Regions from separate parts of the Mus musculus genome. Here region 1 is linked to region 2. Evidence: chromatin contacts called from public Hi-C data. All regions are on one chromosome and are shown on one strand. The core of a region is the stretch at or near the end of the contact, and the rest is flanking DNA. Distances in the headings are between cores, read along the strand shown.

Region 1 (6,095 bases), core at 3,193-5,692, 94 kb before region 2:
TTGGGGTGATGGCTCAGTTAAAACACACTTGCCACCAAGTGTGATCCCAAATCTGGTGCCAAGTCTAGTCCCAAGGATCCACCCAAAGAGAAGAACAAATCCCACTCATTGTCCCCTGCCTTTCACACACATGCCATAGAACACACTGTGCCTTGTCAGCACTATAAAAATCAAGAAGTTTGGGGCTGGAGAGCAGGTAGGAGCACTGGCTGCTCTTCCAGAGGTCCTGAGTTCGGTCCCTAGTACCCACATGCAGCTCACAACTGTAACTCCCAGTTCCAGGGGATCTGACCCCCTCACATCAGTGCATATAAAATAAAAGTTAAATAAATTATTTTAATAAACCTTTTTTGGTTTTTCGAGACAGGGTTTCTCTGCAGACCAGGCTGGCCTCGAACTCAGAAATCCGCCTGCCTCTGCCTCCCGAGTGCTGGGATCAAAGGCGTGTGCCACCACGCCTGGCTTAATAAACCATTTTTAAAATAACAAAGTTGGAAGCAAAAGAGGGCACAGAGGGTGAGGATAGAGGTCACAGCAATGACCAAGTGTCTTGGTGTAAGCCTCATGGCTCAGTGTAGCTGATGTATAATGCACACATTTTGGAATAAGTTACTTTAATGCCCAACTGGCCTAGGATTCAATACAGACTATTGGAATTCTTAAGGAAAAAAAAAAAGGCTGTCATGGGTACCTCGTGCTGTGGGCTTAATCCCAGGGCTCTGTCAGCAGCCTTTGTCACTTTGTTAGGAAGAGTGGTGAGGAACCAGGCCCTGAGTTCAGCAAATGAGGTTGCCGAGGCTTGAAGCTCATGGGACGACTTGCCATCTGTGGTGTGCAAGGATAAGGAGGACTTAACTCTATATCACACACAAGGTCAGGTCAGCCATACCCGCTGCCCTGAGTAACAGCTCCGCTGGGTCTGTAGTGTAAGAATACGGCAGACATGCTGAGAATCTTGAAATACAAAAGCTAACCCCGGAGATCTGTTATTAGCCACAGGGACAATAGACTGAATCGACCTAGAGCAAACAGGTTCAGCCCAGAGATGTGTGAGAATCTGTCTTCACTACGAGTAGAAAAATCCGCCGTGGAAGAGCCCAGGTGGAAGCCCAGGTCAGCCTCAGACAATCCTCCTGAATTTCTCATCAACATTCATGCACTGCCTACAGAGCGCAGCATTGGGATACCACCAGGATTTTTTCTTTCTGGAAGTGTTAACTGGGGCAGAGCTACACTGCCCAGGACTCTCGGGAGTCTGCCCCCTACTGGACATATGCTCCAACTGCAGCCTCCGAAGCTTCTTTTTTTTTTTTTTTTTTTTAATCTTTTTTTTTTTTTCCATTTTTTATTAGGTATTTCTCTCATTTACATTTGCAATGCTATACCAAAAGTCCCCCATAGCCACCCACCCCCTCTCCCCTACCCACCCACTCCCCTTTTATGGCCCTGGCGTTCCCCTGTACTGGGGCATATAAAGTTTGCGTGTCCAATGGGCCTCTCTTTCCAGTGATGGCCGACTAGGCCATCTTTTGATGCATATGCAGCTAGAGTCAAGAGCTCCGGGGTACTGGTTAGTTCATAATGTTGTTCCACCTATAGGGTTGCAGATCCCTTTAGCTTCTTTGGTACTTTCTCTAGCTCCTTCATTGGGGGCCATGTGATCCATCCAATAGCCGACTGTGAGCATCCACTTCTATGTTTGCTAGGCCCAGGCATACTCTGACAAGAGACAGCTATATCAGGGTCCTTTCAGCATAATCTTGCTAGTGTATGCAATGGTGTCAGCATTTGGAAGCTGATTATGGGATGGATCCCCGGATATGCTAGTGTCTACATGGTCCATCCTTTTATCTCAGCTCCAAACTTTGTCTCTGTAACTCCTTCCAAGGGTGTTTTGTTCCCACTTCTAAGGAGGGGCATAGTGTTCACACTTCAGTCTTCATTTTTCTTGAGTTTCATGTGTTTAGGAAATTGTATCTTATATCTTGGGTATCTTAGGTTTTGGGCTAATATCCACTTATCAGTGAGTACATATTGTGTGAGTTCCTTTGTGAATGTGTTACCTCACTCAGGATGATGCCCTCCAGGTCCATCCATTTGGCTAGGAATTTCATAAATTCATTCTTTTTAATAGCTGAGTAGTACTCCATTGTGTAGATGTACCACATTTTCTGTATCCATTCCTCTGTTGAGGGGCATCTGGGTTCCTTCCAGCTTCTGGCTATTATAAATAAGGCTGCTATGAACATAGTGGAGCATGTGTCCTTCTTACCAGTTGGGGCATCTTCTGGATATATGCCCAGGAGAGGTATTGCTGGATCCTCCGGTAGTACTATATCCAGTTTTCTGAGGAACTGCCAGACTGATTTCCATAGTGGTTGTACAAGCCTGCAATCCCACCAACAATGGAGGAGTGTTCCTCTTTCTCCACATCCACGCCAGCATCTGCTGTCACCTGAATTTTTGATCTTAGCCATTCTGACTGGTGTGAGGAAGCTTCTGCTTCAGCCTTCTCTGCTCAAGCGCCCAGGAGCTATATTCCCCTGCAGGTGGCTGAAGTGCCCCTCTCCGGGACAAGGCAACAGGAGCCGCTCTCTGTCTCCCTTCTTTCTGGTTTATTGCAGGCCCCCACCCTCCTCCGTGGCAGCAATAAAAGCATGGGTCACTGTATACAACCCACATGTGATACTCTTAGGACTTTGCCCTGATAATAACTAACCACACAGAGGAATGGCTAACCACCCCTCCAGCAGAGACCAGTGTGGTCTTGGAGAATCGGGAAGCTTCCTCCTGTCTTTCCCTTTCTCTTGCAAAAGGATCAATACCAACGAGACAGAGGGTGGTCAGCAGCTTTGACTTTGGCAAGTTGAGCTTAACTTAATTACCGTCAAATCCATACTGGAAAATTAGACTAGAATTACTAGACCTTGAATTCACTCTCTATCTTAACTTCACACCCCTATTTGCCTCGTTTCCCTGTTTGATCACTGTGTGGATGTCACCGGAACAGGAACACAAAATTCCCCAAAACACCCAGATCAAAGGAAAATTCAGAATTTCCTCGATGTTTGCTTCGTCCTTCCCTGTGAAGTTTTTTTTTTTTAATGACTTTCTTTTCATTTCTCTAATCGATAAAATTGTAGATTTTATATTGGAAACTGTGAGCATCGTGTCACTGATCTGTGGAAACAGAGATGAGGTTTTCCCTCCTGCACTTTAATGACTCCTCCATCCCACCCTGGGACAGTGACACCTGTGGCCTTCTCATGTCCCTTGCACATGCTTCAGCCACCACACAAGGAGCTGCTTTCTCTCCTCAAGTCCTGCCAGGGCTCTCCTACCATTTTGCCTGAAACCCACCCCACCCTACCTCACCCCACGCCACCCTACTGCTGTCTCTACTTAGGAATCCTAGATTCACCCTTCCAGTTCCTGCTCAGCTGAAACATCTTGGGAGACTGTCACCAGGACAGGTGTTGTATGTCCCTGCTCTCCTGACACATTTTGCTGAAATTCAGGGTTGTATGCTATGTCCTTGAGTCCCATACGAGCAATGGCTGCACACTTATTCTTGAATGACCAGAAAATAGAAAGAGTATTATCTGGAAATGACAGGTGCTCAGAGGCCCTGTTGGTAAATAATAGACAGATATGGTACAGTGGTTAGAAAAACCAACGGACTGTCAGATAGATGGATGGATGGATGGATGGATGGATGGATGGATGGATGGATGGATGGTGAGAGGTAGGGAGGGAGGGAGGGAGGGATAGATGGCTCAATAGAAAGTAACAAGGTGTGCCTAGTTCATACAAGACTTCCAATATCATCCCTCCTCAGTCTTCAAATATCTTAAATTACACAGCTTTCTTGAGGTGTGTTTGGGTTAGGGAACGGAGAAGTTACCTCACTCCATAATATAAGTAACCGATACTTCCCATCTCCTACCACATTTAAAACCTTAGGAGCTAAGGGCTTAACATGTAAAGGGCCCTGAGTTTGGTCCTCAGCATCTCATAAACACACAAGCATATGTCAAAAGTTGTTTAATGTTTTGTCTCCGCTAAGTAAGAATTGCGGACTCTCAAGCTCTTCTTCCAGACTGTATTTGGTAGGAGATTCGGGCTTTGGAGTTATTGAATTCTCCATGGCTTTTCCATGGGTTTTCTTCAACACACCAGAATAACTACCTTATCCAATGATAAAAATCAGCCCCCGAAGGTTCCGGCCTCGAATAAAGGATGCCTCAGGCTGTCTGAAATCCTTGTGCGGAACCTGAAGAGGAAGTGTGAGGATTTGGGGCAAGTGGAGAATGTCGTGGAGAGATAAGAGTGAAACAGGAAGAAAGAAAGGAAAGGGAGGAAGAAAGCAGGCTGTGTGGAGCGCTCTGGCCACTGGGCTCCTCCACTCCACACAGTGAACCCATGAAAGCTTAGCAGGACACACGGCTTCCGATGGAAACAGGAAGCTTGTGAGGAAGTCTAGGAGAGAAAGGGCTGTCTTAGAAGATAAACCTATGCCCCATAAACCCATAGGTAGTGCCTGGTTGGCCATAAGCTAAGACAAACAGGAACGTCAAAGGGTGCTCAGGTTTTAAGAAACACAGCAATCTGGCAGAAACAGGGACGCAGATGCTAGGGTCTTTCCTGCTGACACTGTAAAGAGGAACAGGAGGTGTGTTTTGATGTGCAAGACTCCTCTCTACTTCCTTTACGTGCTCAACAGGCAGATGGCAGCCTAATCTCAGTCCCCCACATTCCTTTACATGGCATCCTTGTGATAGCTACCTCTCTACTCTGAGAGAAAATACATCCTTGTCTAAGACTGAGATACAGAGATCTCCCATATGTACCCATATGTACCCATATGAACTCTTGTTATACATGTCTAGGCTCCATTGGCTCTGAACTCCCACCATAAAATCCACATGTGCGTGCCATCTGGCAACCTAGGTGGAGATTCTCGTCATCTAAGGTTAGGCAAACTCTGGCCTCACTGGAGAGGCTGAGTGATGGGTGCCTTCCAATGACTTTCAATGTGTTAACTTGGTGCACCGTAACACTAACACCCCTCCTCCCAAGATCTCCTACTAGACAAGAGATCTGAGACATACAGAATTCTTACCCAGGGGGCACTAAGCCCATGCAGGCTCTATGCCCTGGTATCATAGCTGAAGAGCCATCTTTTCACCAGGCAAAACTGTCCCCTGTAACTTCTATAATCGTCCAAAGGCACAAACACTTAAACTCCAGCAACCACAATAGAGTGGTTGAGGAGTAGCCAAGGCAATGCTTTCAGAAAGTTACAGAGTCGGGTGTGTTGACTTAGGCTAGGCCTGCTCCAAGACCTTCATGCCTTCAGTTGTTTATTATTATTATTATTATTATTATTATTATTATTATTATTATTATTCACCACGCTTTGCAGTGGAAAAGCGAGAACTTCCCAGACCGAAAGTGCAGCAAGGACACTACCAAGCCATTCAGATTGTCCCCACTATTTAGAAGTTTCTGCGCTGGCCAAGGTTCTGCTGAAATCTCATTTTTCATTGCACACTGAAAGAAGAGATGAGCACAAGTTGACCCACTCCAATTCTCAAGTCCAAACTCCCGGATCTAAATTGTTTGTAAGCTTAAATGGCATCTCAAGTGGAAAACTCACACAGAAATCTATGTTTCATGCACAAAGTCGTTTTTAAAATTACACAAAATGCCTTGATGCTCTGTGTGGAACGTATGTGTAGAACATTAACGAGCTTTCTGTTTTGACTTGGACCAGTCCTCAAGCTATCTCATTCTATCCATGAAAACATTCCAAAACCAGAACCACTCTGCTTCCAGGCATTCTGGGTATTCATTTATTGGTGTAATTTCTAAGTTTCAGGAACAAAATGATACCAATAGTTTAGAGGCACAAGTATGTGTCATACTGTGTGACACAGCGATTCTGAATAGAGTTTCAGATTTGAGGGCATTCTCGGATGCAGGTCCCCATGGGCAGTCCCCTAACACCACTACAGTGGCCAGGCTCTGGAAACAGACCTGCCCTTAGCATTTGCAGGGTCCAGATGAAGAACACAAGTGTGAGGACAGAACTT
Region 2 (6,066 bases), core at 519-3,018:
CCCATTGGCTCAGCCCTTGGTATCAGTTGCTATGAGCAAGGGGATTTGCTTCATGGGGCTGGCTCTCCCTTCTTCTTTGGAAGTGGTTCTCAACTTCCTAATACTGTGTGACCCTTTAATACAGTGCCTCATGTTGTGGTAACATTCAACTATAAGATTATTCACTTGCTACCCCAAGACTGTAATTTTTCGACTGTTATAAATTGTAATGTAAATATCTGATATGCAACCACTGTGGGGGTCGTGACCCACAAGTTGAGAATTACTGTTCTAGGTGGTTCCACCAGGGTTAGTGAAGGGGTGGAAGCAGAGGGCCCCCTTGTGTGCTTGTTTCCTTCAGGGCTTCTGGTGAGTCTGAGAAGTCTGGTTGCCGTGGTAACTGTCACAGGAGAAAATTGTGGGTTCAGGTTGTAGTTTCTAAGAAAAAGACCTCCAGTGATTGTTTGACAAGAGTGCTCAGTGGCAAAAAAAAAAAAAAAGAGTGCTCAGTGGCTTTGCATTAGAAATAGCCAACGGATGTGGCTTGTTTTAAAAGAGGACCAGGCTGGGATGGAGAGCAAAGGTCAAAGCTTCTCCAAAAATGCTGCAGTGCGGAAAGAAGATGTCAGTTAGTGGTAGAGGTGTTGGTGAAGAGGAGGGAAAGAGGGAGAAGGAGAGGGAGGCAAGGATTTCTGCCTTTCCCATCATGCTCTGGGGTTTTTATTCCTCAGAATAACAGATTGTATACCTACTAGATCCTGAGAAGTGTTCAAGCAAAGGAAGGAGGAAAGGATCTGGAAGGCTGACATTGCTTTTCTCTTGATTAGATCAGAATCAGTATATGAGGAAATAAAAAGAAAGTTTTTGTGGCCCTAGGAGTCAAAGCAATACCCCAGAGTTCCAGCCACCTATCCTATCTCCTCTCCTCAATGTTTAAGCAAACTGGCAGCAAGCATGTTATCCCCTGATGAACAAGCCTCTGCCCCTGAGGAGAGAGCAGGCTGGCAGGTCTACACTGCCTCCTTCTCTCCTCCCATCTTCAGAGTCTTCTGTTATCTCTTCAGGTCTTGATTGGGCTTTGGGGGAGACAAACAACCAGTTCTCTGGTATTTCATATGACTGCTACTGCCATCTGGAGAAAACAGGCAGGACAAAGCCCAACAGCAAGACAGAAATCACATCTTCTACTGTGTGTCAGCAACCTCCCAAGTACAACTCACCTGAGCCAAACTTGCCTGTGGGACCCAATTCTGCCCTCTTAACTGAGAATTCTCTTTTATTATTTCCTCCTGTAGCACTCAGGCTTTTAATCCTGCCCGGTATCAGGCCTGGCAGAACAGGGAAGAACAGTTCAAAGTTCCTAACCCCAGTCAGTCAACAGCCTGCCTTCATCCTGCCCAGTCCCACGGCACCATGGAGGTCCACCTTAGATCACCTCCAGTTTTGTTATCTGGAGAGATTGTCGCCTGGTGGTCAGATGGGAGGACATAGCCAGTGGATCTCAACCTATGAGTTCATGACTCCTTTTGAGGTTGTCTAAGATCATTGGGAAATTCAGATATTTACATTATAACTCAGAAGAGTAGTAAAATTACAGTAATGAAGTAGCAACAAAAGTCATTTTATGGTTGGGGGGTCTCCACAAAATGAGGGATTATATTAAAGGGTTGCAGCATTGGGAAGGCTGAAGACCACTGATTTAAGTGCAACAGAGCTCTATCAACCCCAGTGTCTCCACTGCCTTCTTAAAAAGGCAGACTTCTGCGAGGTCAGATTCATCGAGGTGAAACAGAAAGCAGGGACTAAGGAGATTGCTTAGTCAATACCTGAATTACTGTGCAGGCATGAGGACCCGAGTTCAGGTCCGCAACGCCCACATAAAAACCAGATGAGGAGGCCTTTGTCTATAGCCCTAACTCTAGAAACACAGAGACAGGAGGATTCCTGGAACTCACCAGCCAACCAGTCTTGCCAAAGTGATGAGTGCCAGATCAAAAAGAGAGGGAAGGGCAAGTAATATGATCAAAACATACTTCATGAAAAAATTTCAATAAAAAAATGAGAGTGATCAAGAAGGATATCTAGCATCAACCTCCGTGTGTGTGTGTGTGTGTGTGTGTGTGTGTGTGAGAGAGAGAGAGAGAGAGAGAGAGAGAGAGAGAGAGAGAGAGAGAGAGAGAGAGAGAGAAACAGAAAGTAAAACCGTAGCGCAAAACATTCTCTTCTTGGGACACAGACAGGTCTAGAATCCCCCATCCTGTGAGTTTCCACATTCAGCAGTATGATCATGCTCTGTGGGAGGAGAGTTTAACTTTGATCTTTAGCAATGCCCTTTAAATGTGGTTGCAGTCAAAAAGTAATGGCGAGGACTCAAAGTCAACAGGCAAAGACACACACAAGCCCAGAGAGAGATGGAGAAGCAGCTGACTGGAGGCACAGTTAGAAGAGGCCTGGGCTCTGGATCCTGGTGTGTAGCATCCCCTGAGAGGTCACAGAGATCCTGTCCTTTGAACCCACTTAGGCCCATCATCCTAATTTGTTAATCCCAATGAAATCCTTTCATATGCAAGGAATCCCACTGTCACTGCAATCAGGGGAGCACCCCTCTCTGGACCATCCACTGCAGAAGCTGCCTCCCCAGCAAGTGGCAATTTGAGACAGGGATGGTGTCTTTGGATGTTTTGTGCTGCTCTAGCACAATGCCACAGGCTGGCTGTGCTAAAAAAAAAAAAAAAGTTGGCCTTATGGGTTCTGCAGACTGGAAGATGCCAAAGGGCATGAACTGGAGAGGGGGCCTTGTGCTGATATTATGTCCTAAGTGGCAGAAGAGAGAAACAGAAGAAAGAAGGAGAGTAGAGAAGAAAAGAGAGGGTGAGCCAGAGAGATAAGTACTTGGGAGGAAGAGGGCCTGAACTGGGTGCCCCTGTGACTAATCCACTTCTACAAGAGTGACTGTGAACCATTCCTACAGGCAGATCATCAGGGGACACATCCTCTTAGCAGAGAGAGCAGTCTCAAAAGGGAGTTTGGTGACCAAGGAAATGACTAGGGCAAGCCAGGCTTCCCAGGGCTCTGAGAAGGGTCTGCCTGTGTGTGTGCAGCCTGAGATTAGAGGGGACAAACTGAAAATGGCTGCAGAGCGTATGATCCCTGCAGTCAGTCAACTGGAGTTGTCATTCTGGAGCTGAGGAACCCCAGGCAAGTCCTGGGTCTCTTTAAGGTTTGGTTTCCGTCTTGGTAGCATGAGGACCCAACTTACATTTTAAAGGGTTATGGTTACAAAATTGTCTTGGGAACATCAAACAATAGTTATTCTAGCTTTACTTTTTGACACAGATCTTGCTAAGTAACCTAGACTGGGTCCTCAAACTCTGGATCTGTCTAGCCTTAAGCATCCCCAAGCGTTAGGCTACAGGTGTGAGCCACCAGGCCTGGCTATTTAACCTGTCTAGTTTAAAAGTGTGAGTTGGGGGAGTCGGGGGTGGGGGAGTACACACCTTTAATCCCAACACTTGGGAATCAGAAGTCGAAGGATCTCTGTGAGTTTAAGGCCAGACTGCTCTACAAGTTCCAGGACAGCCAGGGCTACAGAGAGAGTCTCTGTCTTGAAAAACCAAACCAACCAACCCACCAACCAACCAACCAACCAACCAACCAACCAGCCAACCAACCAACCAACCAACCAAACAAACAAACAAACAAACAAACAAAAAATGGTCCTTGTCTGTTTGGTGCTTGGCTTTATGGCACCGGAGATGAACATAGGGTTTTACTAACCTAGGTGAGGACTGTGTTTCTGAGCTACAACAGCTGTTGTCACCTGATGTCCATTGTGTTGTCCTTTCCAGAGAGTAATTCTACAATATAGTGGTTAGAGGAGTTTATCCCAACATTGATTCCCTTTCACTGTGTGAACCTGGAATAGTTATTCTCTGTGCCTCAGTTTCTCCATCTGGTCCATCCTGGTAAAAACCACAGTCAAGGGATTTTCAATCACCCTTTGAGTATGGATTTTCTAGCACACACACACACACACACACACACACACACACACACACACACACACACACACAAATGAGTCCCAAACTCACAGAGGTCCTTCAGCTTCTGGTTTCCAAGTGTTGGGGTTAAAGGTGTGCATCACCACTACCTGGCTCACACTTTTAAGTTAGAAAGGTTAAATAGCCATGTGTGGTGGCTCACACCTATAGCCTAGGCTTGAACGAACTACAGTGGCCCCCATCCACTCTATTTAATGGTTTGCTGTTATAATCTGGAGGTCAGTTCTGGCTGGTGGCTGGTGGCTGATGACCGTAGGTCCTCTCTGTGTGTGCATGTGGTCCTTTCCATGCAGATTTAGTAACTTCTTTGGACTTCCTCATAACATGATGCTGATTTGTAAGGACTAATATGAAGTGGGTGGAGGCATTAGTACTTTTTATCATCTAGCCTCTGAGGTCAAGCAAGAGAACTTCTATGACCCTGAATTTGTTGACGCAACCATGAAATTCCATCGGGCTTCAGGGGTATAATGGTTAACTTGCATTGTAATTTGGATGATTTATAGTCACCATGGGCGTGTGTCTCGGGGTGAGTCTGTGGAGATATTTCTGAAAAGGTCTGACTGATGAAAAATGCTTTAACTTGAATATGAATAGCACCATCTCACGGGCCGGGATCCGACTGGAGAAAGCGACCTGGATGCTAGCATTTGTCTTTCTTGGCAACGTGACCATGAATGCAGTGTGACCAGCCACCTCATTTCTACTGCCACCATACCCTGCCCAGGATGATGGATGGGATCACCTTAAACTACAAATCAACACAAACACTTCCCTCTTTAATTTGCCTCCTGCCAGGTATTTTGGTAACAGAAATGAGAAAAGTTGCTGAGAAAAGGGAAGAGAAATAGAATCTGGCTCTTAATGGAGGAGATAAGACTGTACATATGGAGATAGCCGTTAAGGGGAACTGGAATTAAGTTTAGTAACTGGTGACTGACAGGTGTTTCACATGATCCTCCTTATCCTACTTTCCATTAAATTATCTTCTCATTCCTTCTTCGGGAATCAGAAGGCTCGCCCTAGAGCACAGCGGGGTCCCTCTCCGAAGTTCATCGCGCCCTGGAGACTCCCACTCTAGGCTGATGTTTCTCCCTGTGCAGAATGGTTCCCAAAGCAATGAAGGCAGCAAGCTCTGCTCCCAAGAAAGCTGTCAGCATTTTGTATGCCCTCAGGTTGACAAGAGAAGGAAGTTCATGTCGTTATGAAAAGAATGCAGCAAAATGCCAAAGCTCCGGTGTTGCCCACGGTGACCCTGAGGAGCGGATATGCCAGAGATTAGCTTTGCAGAGCACTAGTCTGGGAGCCGCTCTGTGGTCCCCCTGAACATGAGAAGTGACGGGAAACTTGACATTCCTTTTCCCCATCACCTCCAGCAACATTCATCAGCTACTGAAATTGTCCTTTCAAGGTCCAGGGCAGGACAAAAGCAAAAGAGGGATGGGTCTTTGGGAAATTACTGCCTCTTTGCCCCACATCTTGTGCCCTTCTCTCAGAAAAGAAAACACAGCTTAATAGGGCTGAGAATGAGCAGGAAATCCAGGACTTCTCTTCTGTCTTGTTTCAATCTCCCAGCTCATAGAAGGATGTGTGAGGAAAATTTCTTTGGAATATTCCTGAATAGAGTGTAGAGATAGATCGCCAGGCACTCTGGATGTCTGTCTTTGCCTCTCTGGATGTTTTTCCGTGTCTGTTTTAGCTAAGCTGTTTAAGAGATGGACTTGGTGGCTCTTCCTTCATCCTATGACAGTGTTTATTATTCTTCATCTGACATGGAAAGCACCTACTAACCTAACTAAGGACAACAAAAGGTAGAAGATATATTTGTGAATTTAAAAGGAATAAATGGGTATATGTATATATGTATGAACACACACACACTCATATGTGACAAATTCAAAATAAGTGAATTTTAGCTAATGAATCAGATCCCTGCATGGCTTTTTCTGTCACTTGCCAAATCCGTATTATGTAAACAGAGTATATGCAAGCAGGCACTACCACTACTGTATCCATTACTTTGGCC

Evidence for each region. A called contact is a pair of places that touch in the nucleus more often than the background predicts.
Region 1: a Hi-C map of CD8 T cells shows a contact between it and region 2, with 4 times the contacts expected there. The contact joins two enhancer-like sites. A contact is called at or near these places in 1 of 15 datasets of contacts at CTCF or cohesin (pro-B cells), 15 of 484 Hi-C or Micro-C datasets (B cells, CD4 T cells, CD8 T cells and 8 more) and 3 of 115 datasets of contacts at active chromatin or transcription factors (CD8 T cells, astrocytes and memory CD8 T cells).

What each region holds. Positions count from the first base shown.
Region 1 is chr9:32,580,673-32,586,767 of GRCm38.p6, reverse strand. No RefSeq gene overlaps it. Among named protein-coding and RNA genes, the nearest start is that of Gm31871, 11 kb to the left of the region's middle. Within about 2 kb of position 4,442, at least 9 of the 459 cell types and tissues checked have an H3K27ac peak or open chromatin away from gene starts, as enhancers often do. A contact at or near this core is called in CD8 T cells, where this site is marked.
Region 2 is chr9:32,483,798-32,489,863 of GRCm38.p6, reverse strand. The region is part of intron 1 of Fli1 (Friend leukemia integration 1); the gene reads left to right. Among named protein-coding and RNA genes, the nearest start is that of Gm22060, 40 kb to the right of the region's middle. Within about 2 kb of position 1,768, at least 19 of the 459 cell types and tissues checked have an H3K27ac peak or open chromatin away from gene starts, as enhancers often do. A contact at or near this core is called in CD8 T cells, where this site is marked.